Linked DNA regions of Mus musculus: region 2 is linked to region 1. A link is a contact called in public Hi-C data. All regions are on one chromosome and are shown on one strand. Each heading gives the region's core, a stretch centred on a gene start, on an enhancer-like site or on the middle of the called end of the contact. The rest is flanking DNA. Distances are from core to core; before and after follow the strand shown. Region 1 holds the start of Ces2a (carboxylesterase 2A). Region 2 has its middle 5.5 kb from the start of 4932416K20Rik.

Region 1 (3,412 bases), core at 22-2,521:
AGTGAGACATTCTTCATTTCACTCCCAAGTACCAATAAGGTACCTCCTTGTTCCACATAGTCTCCAGTTAGAAGCATGTGTGCTTGTTCCTTAGTCAATGGCACAAGGACAGTGGATGGTCACAGGGACTGTGAAGAATGGGCTCAGTCTCTGTTCCTTACTGCAGTTCCTACAACTAAGTCCCTACAGGTGCTGTGCTCTGACCCAGCAGCCTGGCACAGCTGTTCTACTCTAATTCTTAGCACATTCATCAAGAACGTGCATGGGAGATGCCCCTCATCATAGGCAGAAAACTGCTATAGAGCTGAGGTGGAGGAAGCCTGCAGTGTGGCCCAGAGCACAGGCCTGAAGTCCTCTGGGTCTAGAACTTACATGGCCGGCTGTGAGGTCCCATCTCTCACACCACTCCATGGCTCAGGGTCCTCAGGAGGTGCAAAGCGCAGTAGTCCTACAGGAGGCTTGGCAAAGGGGATTCCCAGGAAGGCATGGACACCAGATTTAGTGTCCTTCACGTGGACAAAGCTGCCTCTCACCTGACCCCTGTGGGTGTTCCTGATGGGGCTGGCTGAGTCCTGGCCTGTAAGTGGAGAGATGCCATCAGCTGTCACCACACTTGGGACTTTCTACCTCATCATCACCATGGTACATGGGGAAGGTAACCTGGGTCATCTCAGTTCAGTAGTAGGATGAGGAGATGAGGGCTTCTAGATTCCCTAGGGACAGACACCTTGTCCACTGACCCTCTTCCAAACTGTCAGGACTCTTCCCTAGTCAACAAAGTGACAGGCTTAGAGCCACTTGGCATTAGGAAGGAATTATTATCATTATCAATGTTGTAGGATTTCTAGCCACAAGCACACACAGAGGAGGGACATGTCCTGCTTGTTGTTCTGTCCCGGTTGTCTCCTCAGTATGTGCTAACCTCAGACATCTCTGATGCCCCCCCCCCGCCCCATGTGCCCTGGTGGGACATTACAAAGCACACATTCCCCACACTGTCACCTGTCATTCTCCACCAGCTCCTTTTCCCTTCCTGGTGCCTTCCATCCCACAAGCTCAGCCTCTGACTTTGCCGAACTGGGGCAGTTCTGACCCAAGTCCCCTGTGCTCATTTAGATAGTCTTACCATGCACATGCTGGAGGAGAAGCAGGAGCCCACAGGCAACAACACACAGCCAACCAGGAAGTCTAGCCAATGGCATGGTTGAATCTCAGGCCTAAACCTGTGCTGCTGCACATGAGAGTGTCACAGCAGGAAACAAAAACAGATCGGCCTGGTCCAAGCAGGAATTTGTACTTTTAGGGGTGTAGGTGTGGACATTTGATTGGATGGGGCAAAGTTCTTATTGCAGAAAAACTGATAAGGCAGAAGCCACAGGGAGACAAGAGCCAACAAGCAGGCAAAGCCACCTCTGCAGTTTCTCTTCCTTCCCTGGCCTCTTGGACAGACACAGCAGGGCATCTGAAGTCCTTCTGCAATGCCAGGATCCCTGACCTCCAATATGGAATCATGATTCCTGACTCTCTTCCTCACCATCCCAATGTAGGTGTTGGTATGAAGATCAGGGAGCAGAAAGCTGCAACAGGAGAAGCCACAGGGCTCTTGTCAATAGGTACACAGTCAGGATACTTCCTGTTGTGGAAGATTGACATTACAAGAATCATCATTTTAGTCATGTCCTGGGATTGGCCTTCAAGTTACTCTATGAATCCTGCAAAAGTTAGCACCCTGGGAAGATAAAGGTTTGTCATATTTAGGGTGCCTGGGAACGTGGGGATTAGAGGAGAGAACCCCGTAATGACAGAGAGAAACTGCTTAGGAGACACAGAGGCAGATGGAGCAACATTCATCTCCATTGTATGATGGCATAAGTATATAATGTTTTTAATAGAGGGCCCAGAGAAGATTTAGGGACATCAATAAATTAATAATATGGAATCTGAAGGTGAGTGATTGTGTCACAAGCAACCAAAGGATCTCAGAGGGCCTGTAAAAGTTAGAAATAAGTGTCTGTGCAAGGGCAGGCACTCAGGGAGACAGGGATAGGATGCTCTTCTGAACATATCTGGACCTTCTAATGTTTCCATTCTGTTGCCAAGACACACCTCACAGTCAAACATATTCACAGATGTTCTGAGCACATGAACATGAACCTCACAGTATCTCCAGGCTTTGAGGGCTGGAAAGAAACTTCAGCAGAGCCCCACAGAGAGAGAGACAGACCGACAGACAGACAGACAGACAGACAGACAGACAGACAGACAGACATATAGACAGAGAGATACACACAGGCACAAGCACTCCAAACACACACATACACAGATCCACACATATACACAGACTCACACACAGACACAAACACACAGCCATAGCCACAGACACACATACAGAATACATACACATGGCACCAGTCACTGATGCCTGACCATTCTTGTAACAGACAACAAATACTGAAATGGTTCTGCTTAGAGCCCAGCTATGCCCACAAAGCTTTCTCTTCTAAGAAAGAAAAAGCTATGAAATTCTGTGTGGTCAGGCAAAATGCCCATCTGGCTGTAAGCTAAAAAGCCATATTCTAGAACAAGAGCCATTGGTGGAACTCAAATTAGGTGAACACGTTTCTTCTTCATTTTCAGCTACTCTGTGCTGAAGACAGGATATTCTCTGTAGTCCAGATTGGCCTGCTACCTCAGCTTCTCGGGCTCTGGGTTTGCAAAGCATTCACCTCATATACATCTGCCCTAAGTAATCCTGGGCATCCCCCACAAGGCTCGGACAATCTGGTGTTCCCAAGAATGTTGCAGAATGGGGTGAGATGGGGGAGGGGATAAGATGCAACTCCATTCTGCTTCCAGTTGACACCAATTCTAAGCCCAGGAATCCAAACAAAGAATGTTCCAAACAGTAGTCACTAGTGAGTCAAGCAGATCTTGCTGCATGGAGAACCCTGGTGACCTTTCAGAGTCTGGTGACCCACAGCAGGGGGTCACAGGTGAGGTGAGTTCAGTGGATCGGACTGGGGAGGCTTAGGAAGAGGTCAATAACGTTTATACTATCAGATTGGAGAGGTCGGGGAGGAGGTGTGGGCGGGGACCATCAGTTGCAGCACACACAATCTGGGCATAACGCCATTCTGACTCAGAACACACATGCCATTTGCACTGAAATCCAACCTGCCCTTTCCCAGGTTATGTGCAGAGTGAAATGAACCCAGGGAATACTAAGGTCAACTGAGGCGTGGTGGGTACACAAGGAACTTCTGTATACCCTAATGACTCTGTACAGTGCCCTGTTGAAGGATGCCAGTCTGTTCTATCCTAGGGCTTGGCACACGCAGAGATACTTGGCACCATGAATATATTATATTATTATTATCTAAAAGTCCAGTAGCAGCTACAGCTACAAAAGCAC
Region 2 (3,027 bases), core at 458-2,957, 55 kb before region 1:
ACACTCTTCTCCCTCCTCCTCCCCCTGCTCCTCCCCCTGCTCCATCCCCATCCTCCTCTCCCTTCCTCTTCTTTTTCTTCTTCCTTCTTTCTCCTCCTCCCCCATCTTAGTAACACTCTAAGTCTAGTTAGATGTTTATGATTTTTTTTTTCGGTACTGTTTTGTTTTTGCTTTTGTTTTTGTCAAGACAGGGTTTCTCTGTGTAGCCCTGGCTGTCTTGGAACTCCCTCTGCAGACCAGGCTGGCCTGCAACTCAGAGATCTGTTGAGAGCTTTTGGTGCTGCTTCTAGGAATTTGGCATTTGTCACTGGGGTTAGACAAGGAAGTAGACTCAGATAAGAATGTCAGAAACAGGGACCATGGGGCTTTGTTTACTTCTTAGCTGCATTACTTCCTTGTGTGATCCCCTCCCTTACTACTTTCCTTAATCATTGCCTGTGTGATCCTTTTGCTTACGCCTCTGCTTGATTGCTTTCTTGTATAATCTCCTTGTTTCCCACTTTGCTTTACTTTGTCTTTGATCTAAGAACTGACCATGGCTTTTGGCTATACCTAGAATGATATAAAAGCAGGCTGGAGAGACATGAAGCTGTTTCAGCTTCAGTACGGGCTGCAGTCAGGTTATAATTTTGTCTAACTTTCCCTTTTTCAACCCTCACTCCCTTGCTTGAGACCCTGTTGACTGAGCTGGTTTGGTTAGAGATCCACCTGGGTGCTGGATTAAAGGCAGAACCATTGCCACCTATAGGCCATTTTTGGAACTTTTTATGTGGGGATAGACCACAAGTAATTTTTCCAGTTTTGCCTGGAGTTTTGCTGTATAGTTCAGGCTGACCTTAACTTGTGATCCCTGGCTACAGTAGCTCTCTGAGTAGCTGGGATTATAAGCCTACATCATCTGAGCTGGTTTTTCTTTCTTTTTTTTTTTTATTTTTTATGGTGCCTAGGGCTTTGTACATGCAGGGCAAGCTGTCTACTACTGCTATATCCCTGGTCTTACAACTTCTTTAAATGTTTAACAGGTGTCTCATGACATAGGAATTCTGCTCTAGATTGGAAATTCAAAAATGTAATACATGAGATCACATAAAATAATGTGTGAGGATATCCATACAACTTATTAAAACTCAAACATAGGATGGGTGTCCCTATAACCCTGTAATCCACACTGCTAAGGCAGTGAGATCATGTGTTCAGGGCACTCCTGGGCTACATAGAAACCATGTCTCCAAAAACAGAGGTAATAAACAAGGGCAACAATTGTGCATAGTCTGGTGAGTGGATAGAATGTGTTGTGTGCACACATGGATGTCATTCAACAATAAAAGGAAACAAACACATTATGTGAAGTGACCTAACCAGTCACAAAACATTTTATTTATTTTGGATTAGAGACAAGTCCCAGTATAGTAAGATAAAGCAATGTCATGTTTTCTTTGAAATGGGATTAAAGGCAGTGGATGGCAGAAAAGGACCCAAGGGAAGGCTGATGGGAAGCAAGGGGGGAATGTTGTAAATCTGATCTGATGACAGTTGCACGCCTTGAGAATTTTCCCAGACTTACTAAAACAGACACCTAAAAGAGATTAATTTAATTTCATTTAAACAGCCCACAGTGGTCTGAGGGTGTAGTTCATGGGTGGAACCATTGCCCAACATGCACAAGTCCTAAGATCAATCCATAGTGCCATAAAAACAATCCACGCTCAAACTATCAAAAATGAGATAATTATTAACAGTCTCAAATCTAACTGACACCCAGCTTAGTGTGTCTATCCAGAGATGATGAGCAGAGGCATGCTGGCAGTGGGAACTTAAATCAATGCTGTACATATAGAATGGAAGCATCCTACATGGTCAGTCTCACTGACAGGAAGATCTTCCCTGCCCCCAGTTCAAGTCAGCAGGGACTTAATATTATCCTTGTAACTGCCTTGTTTACACATCCTACCAGGAGAGGGCACAAGCAGTAATCCTTGAGTCTGGTTTCCCTGAGAACATCTTGACCCCAAATTTTACAATTTATAAGACTGTACGTTTGTTACTATTTGTAAGTTACTGAAGTTACAATTTTCTTTTTGTTTGTGTGTTTCAGAGATGTGGGACTTGTTAGCTTGCCCGGAGACTTATGTAATCCTTCTATTTCAGCCTCCACCCATCTGAGGCCACAGATACTATGTGTCTTAGTCAGGGTTTCTATTCCTGCACAAACATCATGACCAAGAAGCAAGTTGGGGAGGAAAGGGTTTATTCGGCTTACACTTCCATACTGCAGTTCATCACCAAGGAAGTCAGGACTGGAACTCAAGCAGGTCAGGAAGCAGGAGCTGATGCAGAGGCCATGGAGGGATGTTCTTTACTGGCTTGCCTCACCTGGCTTGCTCAGCCTGCTTTCTTATAGAACCCAAGACTACCAGCCCAGAGATGGTCCCACCCACAAGGGGCCTTTCCCCCTTGATCACTAATTGAGAAAATGCCTTACAGTTGGATCTCATGGAGGCATTTCCTCAACTGAAGCTCCTTTCTCTGTGATTACTACAGCTGTGTCAAGTTGACACAAAACTAGCCAGTACACTATGAGTCCAATTTGTAGTTTATGATCTTTTAGAAACAGCATTCTTAAGGCAAAGGGACTTAGAGAAAGCAGATTTTCTAATGGTAATCATAAATATGCTGAGAGAGGATACAGGATTTGATACCACCTATTTCCTGCAGTCAACAGTCCCTGAAGCACCCATTTCATTTCAAGAAGGTCTGGGACTTGTCGAAGAGGAGAGTGAGGATGGGGAGAAGATAATGAAAGGAAAGAAGGAAGGAAGAAAGGAAAAAAAAGGAAGGAAGGAAGGAATGAAGAGCCTAGTCTCAGTGAAGGGTTAAAAAAGATGGGGGTACATTGGGGCTCATATCTACACTATTATAATAGCTATTATTGACTCTAATGAAAGTTTGCTCAGAATTATAAGAAATAACACAGACTGTTCTTCATACATGTCTGAAAGGGCAAATGCTGATATTAGAAAGGCTTAC

What was found. Hi-C and Micro-C count contacts between places; a contact is called where the count stands out from the background.
Region 2: a Hi-C map of liver shows a contact between it and region 1, with 3 times the contacts expected there. The contact joins the enhancer-like site here to the promoter of Ces2a in region 1. A contact is called at or near these places in 1 of 39 promoter capture datasets (macrophages), 5 of 484 Hi-C or Micro-C datasets (brain, liver and transition I germ cells), 2 of 115 datasets of contacts at active chromatin or transcription factors (embryonic stem cells and liver) and 2 of 9 other capture datasets (adipose tissue and macrophages).

The regions. Positions count from the first base shown.
Region 1 is chr8:104,731,862-104,735,273 of GRCm38.p6, reverse strand. It overlaps Ces2a (carboxylesterase 2A), which reads right to left and starts at 1,271. Exons shown (of 12, transcript NM_133960.5): 1 at 1,127-1,271; 2 at 373-577. The coding sequence starts at 1,202.
Region 2 is chr8:104,787,796-104,790,822 of GRCm38.p6, reverse strand. It overlaps the pseudogene Gm6831. Among named protein-coding and RNA genes, the nearest start is that of 4932416K20Rik, 5.5 kb to the left of the region's middle. Within about 2 kb of position 1,707, at least 10 of the 459 cell types and tissues checked have an H3K27ac peak or open chromatin away from gene starts, as enhancers often do. A contact at or near this core is called in liver, where this site is marked.